Linked DNA regions of Macaca mulatta: region 2 is linked to region 1. A link is a contact called in public Hi-C data. All regions are on one chromosome and are shown on one strand. Each heading gives the region's core, a stretch centred on a gene start, on an enhancer-like site or on the middle of the called end of the contact. The rest is flanking DNA. Distances are from core to core; before and after follow the strand shown.

Region 1 (3,755 bases), core at 407-2,906:
ATACTTAAATAGGCGCTTTTCTCTCTGCAAAAATAAAGTCCAAGATTTTAAATTTCTTTTTTTTATTTTACAATTTATAAAACATCAGCCGCCTGCCCCTGCCCCTGCTCGCCCTCAGCTCAGCCCCGAGTGGCCCGGCGCCCGCTCGTTCCCCCCTCTCGCCCCTTGGCCGAGTCTTTGTCTGGCCCCAGCCTCGCGGGGCCCCGGGTCCCTGTGCCCTCGGGGGTCCCTAGAAGGCGACAATGGCTCGAGTCCAGGCGCCGAGGCTGGCGAGCGCCTGCTTGGCGCACAGCTGCCCGTTGAGCGGCGGCGGCTGCTCCGAGGAGTCCGGCTGTCGGCTCACGAGCCCCGAGAAGCCGGAGCCAAAGATGGAGATCAAGTTTGAGATGTTGGACGCGTCCGGGGACGAGTCCGGGCAGAAGTCCTCGAAGCGGGCGCGCTTGCAGGGGGCGAACGGGGCGCCCCCGGGGGGCTCGGCCCCCAGCTCGCCCGCGTCCTCCTCGTCGTCTTCCTCCTCCTCCTGGCCAGGGTAATACTTGCGCTTGCAGCCGGCGGCGGACGACAGGCCCGGTCCCGGAGCGCCCTGGCCACAGCAGGGGCAGTGGGCGGAGGCGCAGCAGTCCTGGTGCAAGTAGCCGTTCTCTACCGTGGTCACCACGTGAGTGTCTAGGTCCAGCACGGTGGTCTGGCTGCTGCAGTGCAAGCCGAAGTCCGAGGGGGCCGGGTATGCGCCCCGGTAGAAGCCGGGGGAGGAGGCGGGGGCCGGGGAGGCGGGCGGAGAAGCGGCGGCGGCCGGAGGGGCGGCCCCTGGGGGCGCGGAGGGCGCGGAGCAGGCGGCCGGGGTGCGAGGGTCCCGCGGGCAGAGCGCAGCGGGCGGTGGCAGCGGCAGCGGCAGCGGCGCAGGACCCGGCTGCAGAGGCTCCAAGGGCTGCCCGCGGTGGGGCGCGCCGTGCGGCGGCTGGAGCGCGGCGCACCCGGGCAGCTCCGAGAGCGCCCCCGCGCCGCCCGCGGGCGCTCCGGCCGCCGCCGCTGCCGCGCAGCCCCTGGGCGCCGGGTGCTGGTGCTGGTGCAGCTGCTGCTGGAGGTGCAGCTGGTGGAGCTGGTGGAGCTGGTGCAGCTGGTGCCGGGCGGCCGGCTCGCGCGCCTCCGCGTCCCCGCCGCCACCAAGTTGGAGCGGGCCGAAGTCGGCCGCGCTGGCCGGCATGCCCGGCGCCGCGTACGCTAGGTGCTGGTGCTGGTGGTGGGGCGGCTGCTGCTGTTGCTGCTGCTGTTGGCGCCGGTAGAGCTCGGCGTAGCGCTCGCTCAGGTAGAGCTGGCGCGCGTTGCGGAGCACGTAGGACACCAGGAGGTTCTTGTGCAGCTTGATGCCGCCGCGCTGGGTTCGGGAGCTGTGGATCTTGCGCAGGGAGATGCTGATCAGGCTCTGGGCGTCCAGGGCGCACTCCATGCTCCCGCGGAGACGGCGGCGGAGCAGCCGCCGCCGCTGCTGCTGCTAACGCTGCTGCTGTTTCTGCCTCCAGCCGGCCGCCGGGGCGCGCCGGGCAGGGGGAACGGAGTCCGGGTCAGCGGTTCGGCTGTGCTCCGAGAGGAGCCGCCACCATGCGCTGCGCGCCACCCGCGGGCTCGCGCTCCCCAGACGGCGCCAAAGCAATGAGTCTCGGCCGGCCCCGGCCCCAGCTATTTAGCCGGGTGCCCGGGCCCCGCCCCACATGAGAAGAGCCAATAGGAGCTCTGAGAGCCTCCCGAGTGACAGGCGCTGCCCGCCCCGGGGCTACTTAGCTGGCCAATCAGACCAAGGCGGTTCCTTTGTGCTATTCAAATACCGAACGGACCCCGGGCCTACAACGCCGCTGCTGCCTCGAATGTTCTCCTGGGGCCGCCGCGCCGCGCGGGACTCGGAGCCGCCGGGGCCGCAGTCTGCAGCATAGGTCGCCTGGCAGCGGCCACGTTGAAGCCCGCGGCTGCCCTCGCCTTAGGTCCCGGGAGCAGGGGGTCGGATCACCTGAGTGCTGCGCGACGGCTCCTCCCCCTTCCGCACGGCTGGGTCTCACCTGCGGCAGGTGCGCGCGGCTTACAGCTCCCCGGGCCGCGCGGCGCCTCCACCTGCCCACCTGTCGGCCCCCGGGTGACTCGCGGGAGTCAAGGCCTCTACAGGAGGCTGGTGGGACCGCCAGCTTGACACTGGGGGACATCAAAGGAGCGAGGTTTTGGGGGTACCCTCCACCGCAGAGAACGTAGGGCCTGACTCCCTTTTTGGCCGAGGGGCCTCTGGAAATGCTTGCGGAAGGGAGGTCCTCCCCATTTGTCTAACAGGAAAAACCAAAACATCATGAATTTTGACCTTCTCTGATGGAGAGAGTTCTGAGGCCACGCATGACCCAGGGAGTGTGTGGACCTCGGGATCAACTGAGGCTCAAAGGCGTCCTGAGAGCCGAAACGCTAAGTGTCCTAATCACCAGCTCTGTAACCTTTCCTTTCGTGCCTAACTAATAATAATGACAATAGGGACTATTATTATGGGCCTAGTATGGGGCAGGCCCTTCCCAGCAACTCCCCAATGCCTCACTCTAACGTTTGTAGAGGAGGGGCCTGAGGTTCGGAGGAGTGGAGTGACTTGAGGAACCATACAGTTCCCAGGGGGCGGAGCTAGGAGCTGGGACAGGACCCTGCGCTCCAGACAGGAGGTGGATACCAAAGGCTCGGGAACTCACCGACTTAACTTCTGTTGACACAGTTTTCCTTCTTATCCTGAACGCTTCAGGGGCCACCTCCTCGCAGCTGGGGACTGAGACAATGGGAGAAGAGAGGGACAGGATTGCTGATTCCTGGGGACGCTCTATCTGGACCAAGAGGTCTGAAGGGGGCTGGTTGCTGCTCCCAGCGGGGTTCAAAGGTGCCTGGGGTGGAGGCTGCCGAGACAGCTGGGGAGGCTCTTGGAAGTGGTCTGGAGGTTTGCCTGAGAAGGGTCCATTAGTGGACCTCTGAAGGATCAACGAGGTCTGCAGAGTCTCCCAGAGATAGGTGGACCTTGTGGGGCTGGAGTCAGGGGAGGCCCATGAGCAGATGTCCTGCTGTTTCACCTCCTCCTTAGGGGATCTTCTGAGTCTGTTTTTTGGGGCTTCGTTCTGAGTTCTCAGCACCTACTTCATCCTTTGGTGGGAGTGGAGAGACCCACTAGCCCACCCTGTGGTCTCTGGGTCTTTCTTTAGTCTTAAGAATTTCCAAGGTTTCTACAAACAGTTTCTTGGCATCTACTCCATGCCAGGCGTTGAGAGCGAAAACAGTTAGCAGGTGTTTACCTCATTTTTCCTATAAGGAAACTCAGACACTGACGGCGTGAGACTTGCCTAAGATCACATGGCCCCGGGCCTGGTGCTCTGTCCTTCCCATGGCCCCCTCAAACAATCTCAAACTGGTTTGGGCCCCTGTGACCCATGGCACGTATCCAGGCCTCCTCCCAGAGAAACCATGATTGAAATTTCAGGGGACTTCAGATAAAGGATGTCCTACATACATTTTATTGGTGATACAGACCTCCAGGGCTGTGGAACTTGCTCAGGTGATAACACGTAGAAGTAAAAATACACTGTCCTTCTCTTCCCTGGTGCCTGTCTTAAAGGCGCACAAATACTTTATTTATGGCCCAGCGCGGTGGCTCACGTCTGTAATCCCAGCACTTTGGGAGGCTGAGGTGGACAGATCACGAGGTCAGGAGATCGAGACCATCCTGGCTAACACAGTGAAACCCTGTCTCT
Region 2 (3,755 bases), core at 655-3,154, 38 kb before region 1:
GTCGTGGCAGTCACTGGACAGCCAGCCCCATGGCTGGGCTTTGGAACTGGAAGTTCTTGTCTCACCAAGGCAGGATTCCTTATAGTGGGCCCTGGACCACTTGTGCAAGATCTCCTAGGGTGTTTGTTAAAATGCACATTCCTGGGCCCCCCATCCCAACTTACTGCATCAGAATCTTAGGGGACAAGAGCCAGGAACCTGCGTCTAAACACACTTGCCAGGTGACTGCACAGGAAAGCTGGGGACCCTGTGCTCTCTGGACCTCTCTTCAGGGAGATGTTAGTAGGACTTTTCATCCTCCCTGCCATCCCCGTGCCCCAATTTCCAAAGGGTGCCCTAGCTCTGCTATCTGGAGAGGGTTTGAGAGTTCTATCCCTCCTCAGTTCCTTTCCTGACACCAGCACGGATGTCTGCTGCCTCAGTGAAGTCCTTAGCAGGCCTGTGGACGCTGGCCATGGGGGCTGCTGTCCGTCCGGGCTGTGTATTCCGAGCCCCGAAGAGGTGGAGAAAGCTGGGTTATAACCAGCAGCCTTGGCTCCAAGTTCTTCCTGGTCAACATTCGGCTCAGGCTTCTGCCAAACTCCAGGGGCCAGAGGGGAATGACACATTTTTTCCAAGTCAGCAAATGGAGCCGGGCCTGATGGCTGGGCGGCCACCGCTTCATTCCCGGAGATCTGCTGCCCTCAGCAGTGTGGCAGGCCCAAGGTCGGGAGGACTCGGGGGCAGCCTGGCTCACTGCCTTGAAAGCCAGTCACGCGCTGCTCTCTGTGGAGTGGAATGTGGGGGTCTGTGGAGCCCTGGGGGACCTCAGGATAAGCTGGAGGAGCAGGGTGGGAAGAAGGGTGCAGATTCCACACTTGAGCTCTTGCCTGTGACTGAAAGGCTGAGCTGTTTGGGCTCCCCCTGGCGGCTGGCCAGGCCTCTGGGTCCCTGTCTATATTCTAACTAGGAGGCAGGCCAGCCTTGGCCTCCAGGATTTTGGGAATTGATTCCATGGTAAAAGTTTGTGTCTTTAGTTGGTTGGCTGATGATGTTGGTATAAAAACCCCAAAAGCTTTTCCAAAGTTTGGGACCCAGTTCCTCCACTAGAGGAAATCTCAAAGTAGCCACTAGGTGGCAGGAGAGGCACATTGAACTTGGAGAGGGTTTGGTTACATTTATTTGAGGCCTCAGAAGGAACAGGGAGGGGAGGGCGTGCCTAGAGTTTTTGGCTGTTCCGCACCTTCTCCTCAGGGCCGGGTTTTCACTTTGGGTCTAGGCTCTTGGGCATGGTGTTCAACAGTGGGCGCTAGGAGGAGTGTGCCCAGGAGCTGAGGTGGCTGCAGCAAGGGCCCATCTTGCCACGTGGCCGCTGGTTGCAGCACAGGTTGTGTTGGTTCTCCAGAGCGCCCACCCTCTTCCACCTCGGAGCAGTGAGCAGCATTTTGCAGCCCCTAGTTGGTGAGTGGCCTGGCCTAGCTCACTCGGGACCTGGAGGCTTGCACAGAGTTCTGTACACCTTGGTTGGGAAGGAGGCAATGTTTCCTCTGGAGATCCTGGATTCACCATGGTGCTCTTTTAACTGGGAGATTAAATAAAACACCTAGAACTTGGGAATGGAATCGGACAGCCCTTTCTGGGTCTCATGCCAAGACCGCACTGATACCTTTGGGCATCCAAGGTGAGGGACCCCACCTTGCAGGGCCTCTGCAGCCTCTGGAAATGCAGCCCTGGCGCCTTTAAGAGCCCAGGGCAGGCAGGAAAAGAATTTCAGTTTCAATCTGGCTTCTAAATTTGGAGTTTTGGGAAGGGAGGGATCAGATTTCAGCTGGAAGGGAAGGAGCTGACAGGAAGGCGCTGTGCAGAGCCTCCCCACCCCCGCCCATCCCCCCAGTTACTGACAGAGGAGCCATTTACAAAAGGCCGATTCTCTGGGGAGTGGAGAGGCAGGAACGCAGCGTCTGTGAGTAATTTCCTGCTCAATATGGCTGCTCTGACTCACACGATTCCCCTGGGGTCACTGCGGGCTGCAGCTCGCTTGCTCGTTCTGGTTCTTTCTCTTCTCCCTTTGTGGCTAGAATGAGCTAATTTTTTTTTTTTTTTTTTGGTCTTCCAGCCCCGATTTCTTTTTCCCCCCATCGTCTGTTTTCTTTGCCAGAGTTACAGGGTCTCCTTCTGAAGGACTTAGGGAGACCCTGGGCATTGAAGGCCTGGGGGGCAGCCTGCAGCTCCTCCAAATAAACTACCTCTCTGGCCTTTCTGTGGGTGGGGGCCCAGGGCCACTGGAGTTCCAGGACATGGGCCCAGCCCTGGCTCTGCCAGAGGCCTTTTGAGGATCTGTTCTTTGGCCCTGGTGGGCGACGCTGGCCAGGAGGCAGGGGTTCTGTCTTCCAGCGCCCATCTGCCTGCCTTTGCCTCGGAGCCCTTGCCGGGCAGGCCCCTGGCAGACGAAGCCGACAGGGTGCCCCCTGGTTGCTTGCTCAGAGGGCCCTGTCCAGAGAGTGAAACTGGTTACACAGCTCCATGCTTCCTAAGCTTTCCCTGGCCTGGAAGTATGCACGGGGCTGGAGCCTGCAGACTGGGGAAGGGGCGGGGTAGGGCGGGGAGGAGGAGGGGAGGGGCTGGGGGTGGAGTGTAGTTGAGCCCCGCAGTTGAAACAAAGCTCCCCTGAGGTGAGGCCCCTGTAGGCTGGGGGTGCCTGGCTGCCCTCCTGGAGGAGCGAGCCTTGGATGATTCTGGGTGAAGCAAGTGGCCCAAGACAAGGCCCCCAGGGACCAGGGTGGGCTTTGTCTCTGTTGAGTGCCTCGGGCTCTTGCTTGGCTGTGGTGGAGACTGAGAGAGGAGGGGAGGGGAGGGAGGAGCCTGTTGTCCTTGCTCCTGAACGTGGGTGTTTGGATGGGCTTTTTGGGAACCTGGGCCAGGGGAGGGAGATGAGGGGTAAAATGACAGTTTTTTTTGACTTAAATCTTAAAAGTTTTGTCACAGTTGCCCTTACTAGAGAAGTAAGAGGCCTGCCAGGAGTGGGTCACCAGGTGGCAGCCCATGGCTCAAGAGTGGGGGCTCCTAAGGGTCCTCGTGGTGAACTGATGCCCCATTTTGGAGAGCGTTTCTGGCTTATTTTTTCTCCTTCAGATAACCCAGCCTCCCCTGACACCTGCATGTTTCTGGAACCTTCCAAGTCTCTGTTTGCCAGACTCAGCCTCTTTGCAGAGTCTTCCTTCTGCAGCATGGGTCTGGGGTGCAGAGCCCCGTTCCCCTGTAAATGCTGCCTATGAGCTGGGGAATATGTCGAGGGGAATTATGAACTGCTTGGTTAATAAATACAAATGTGCTGGACTCGTGGTGTCAGGGGGATATGCTGAGGCACACAGGCGTCCCTCTGTGGTTTCTGACGTCATGGGAACTTCATGCTGGCTGCAGAATCTTCCTCTTCCTTCCTGGAGGGTCAGACTCTTTGGCAAGAGGGAGGACCAGGAATGGATCCGTCCTTGTGCCTGCCTCTTTCAGCTGCTGTGGCGGCCACCCCTTCCCCACCTCCTGGCCAGGCCACGCTGGCTGCTCCTTCAGGCACCCCTGCCTCCCATCCGCCCTCTCTTCCCTCACTCTGCCTGCCATGCAGAGGGCTGTCGGATACCTGGGTTTGGTCATACCCACCTTGGTCCTCTTGCAAATTGACCCTTTCCTCATCTCTTTTAGCTCTGCTGGTGGCAGGTGCAGACCACGTGTCCTGTGGGGGGGGCCTGGGGGAGAAGGGGTGGGCCTGGAGGGGTGGGGTC

What was found. A called contact is a pair of places that touch in the nucleus more often than the background predicts.
Region 2: a Hi-C map of blood shows a contact between it and region 1, with 2.1 times the contacts expected there. The contact joins the enhancer-like site here to the promoter of IER5L in region 1. A contact is called at or near these places in 4 of 14 Hi-C or Micro-C datasets (blood, fetal cortex germinal zone, fibroblasts and 1 more).

Annotation. Positions count from the first base shown.
Region 1 is chr15:18,465,864-18,469,618 of T2T-MMU8v2.0, reverse strand. It overlaps IER5L (immediate early response 5 like), which reads right to left and starts at 1,656. Exons shown (of 1, transcript XM_015116647.3): 1 at 53-1,656. The coding sequence starts at 1,447. The coding sequence ends at 230.
Region 2 is chr15:18,504,525-18,508,279 of T2T-MMU8v2.0, reverse strand. All of the region lies in intron 9 of PTPA (protein phosphatase 2 phosphatase activator), which reads left to right. Among named protein-coding and RNA genes, the nearest start is that of PTPA, 29 kb to the left of the region's middle. Within about 2 kb of position 1,904, at least 27 of the 40 cell types and tissues checked have an H3K27ac peak or open chromatin away from gene starts, as enhancers often do. A contact at or near this core is called in blood, where this site is marked.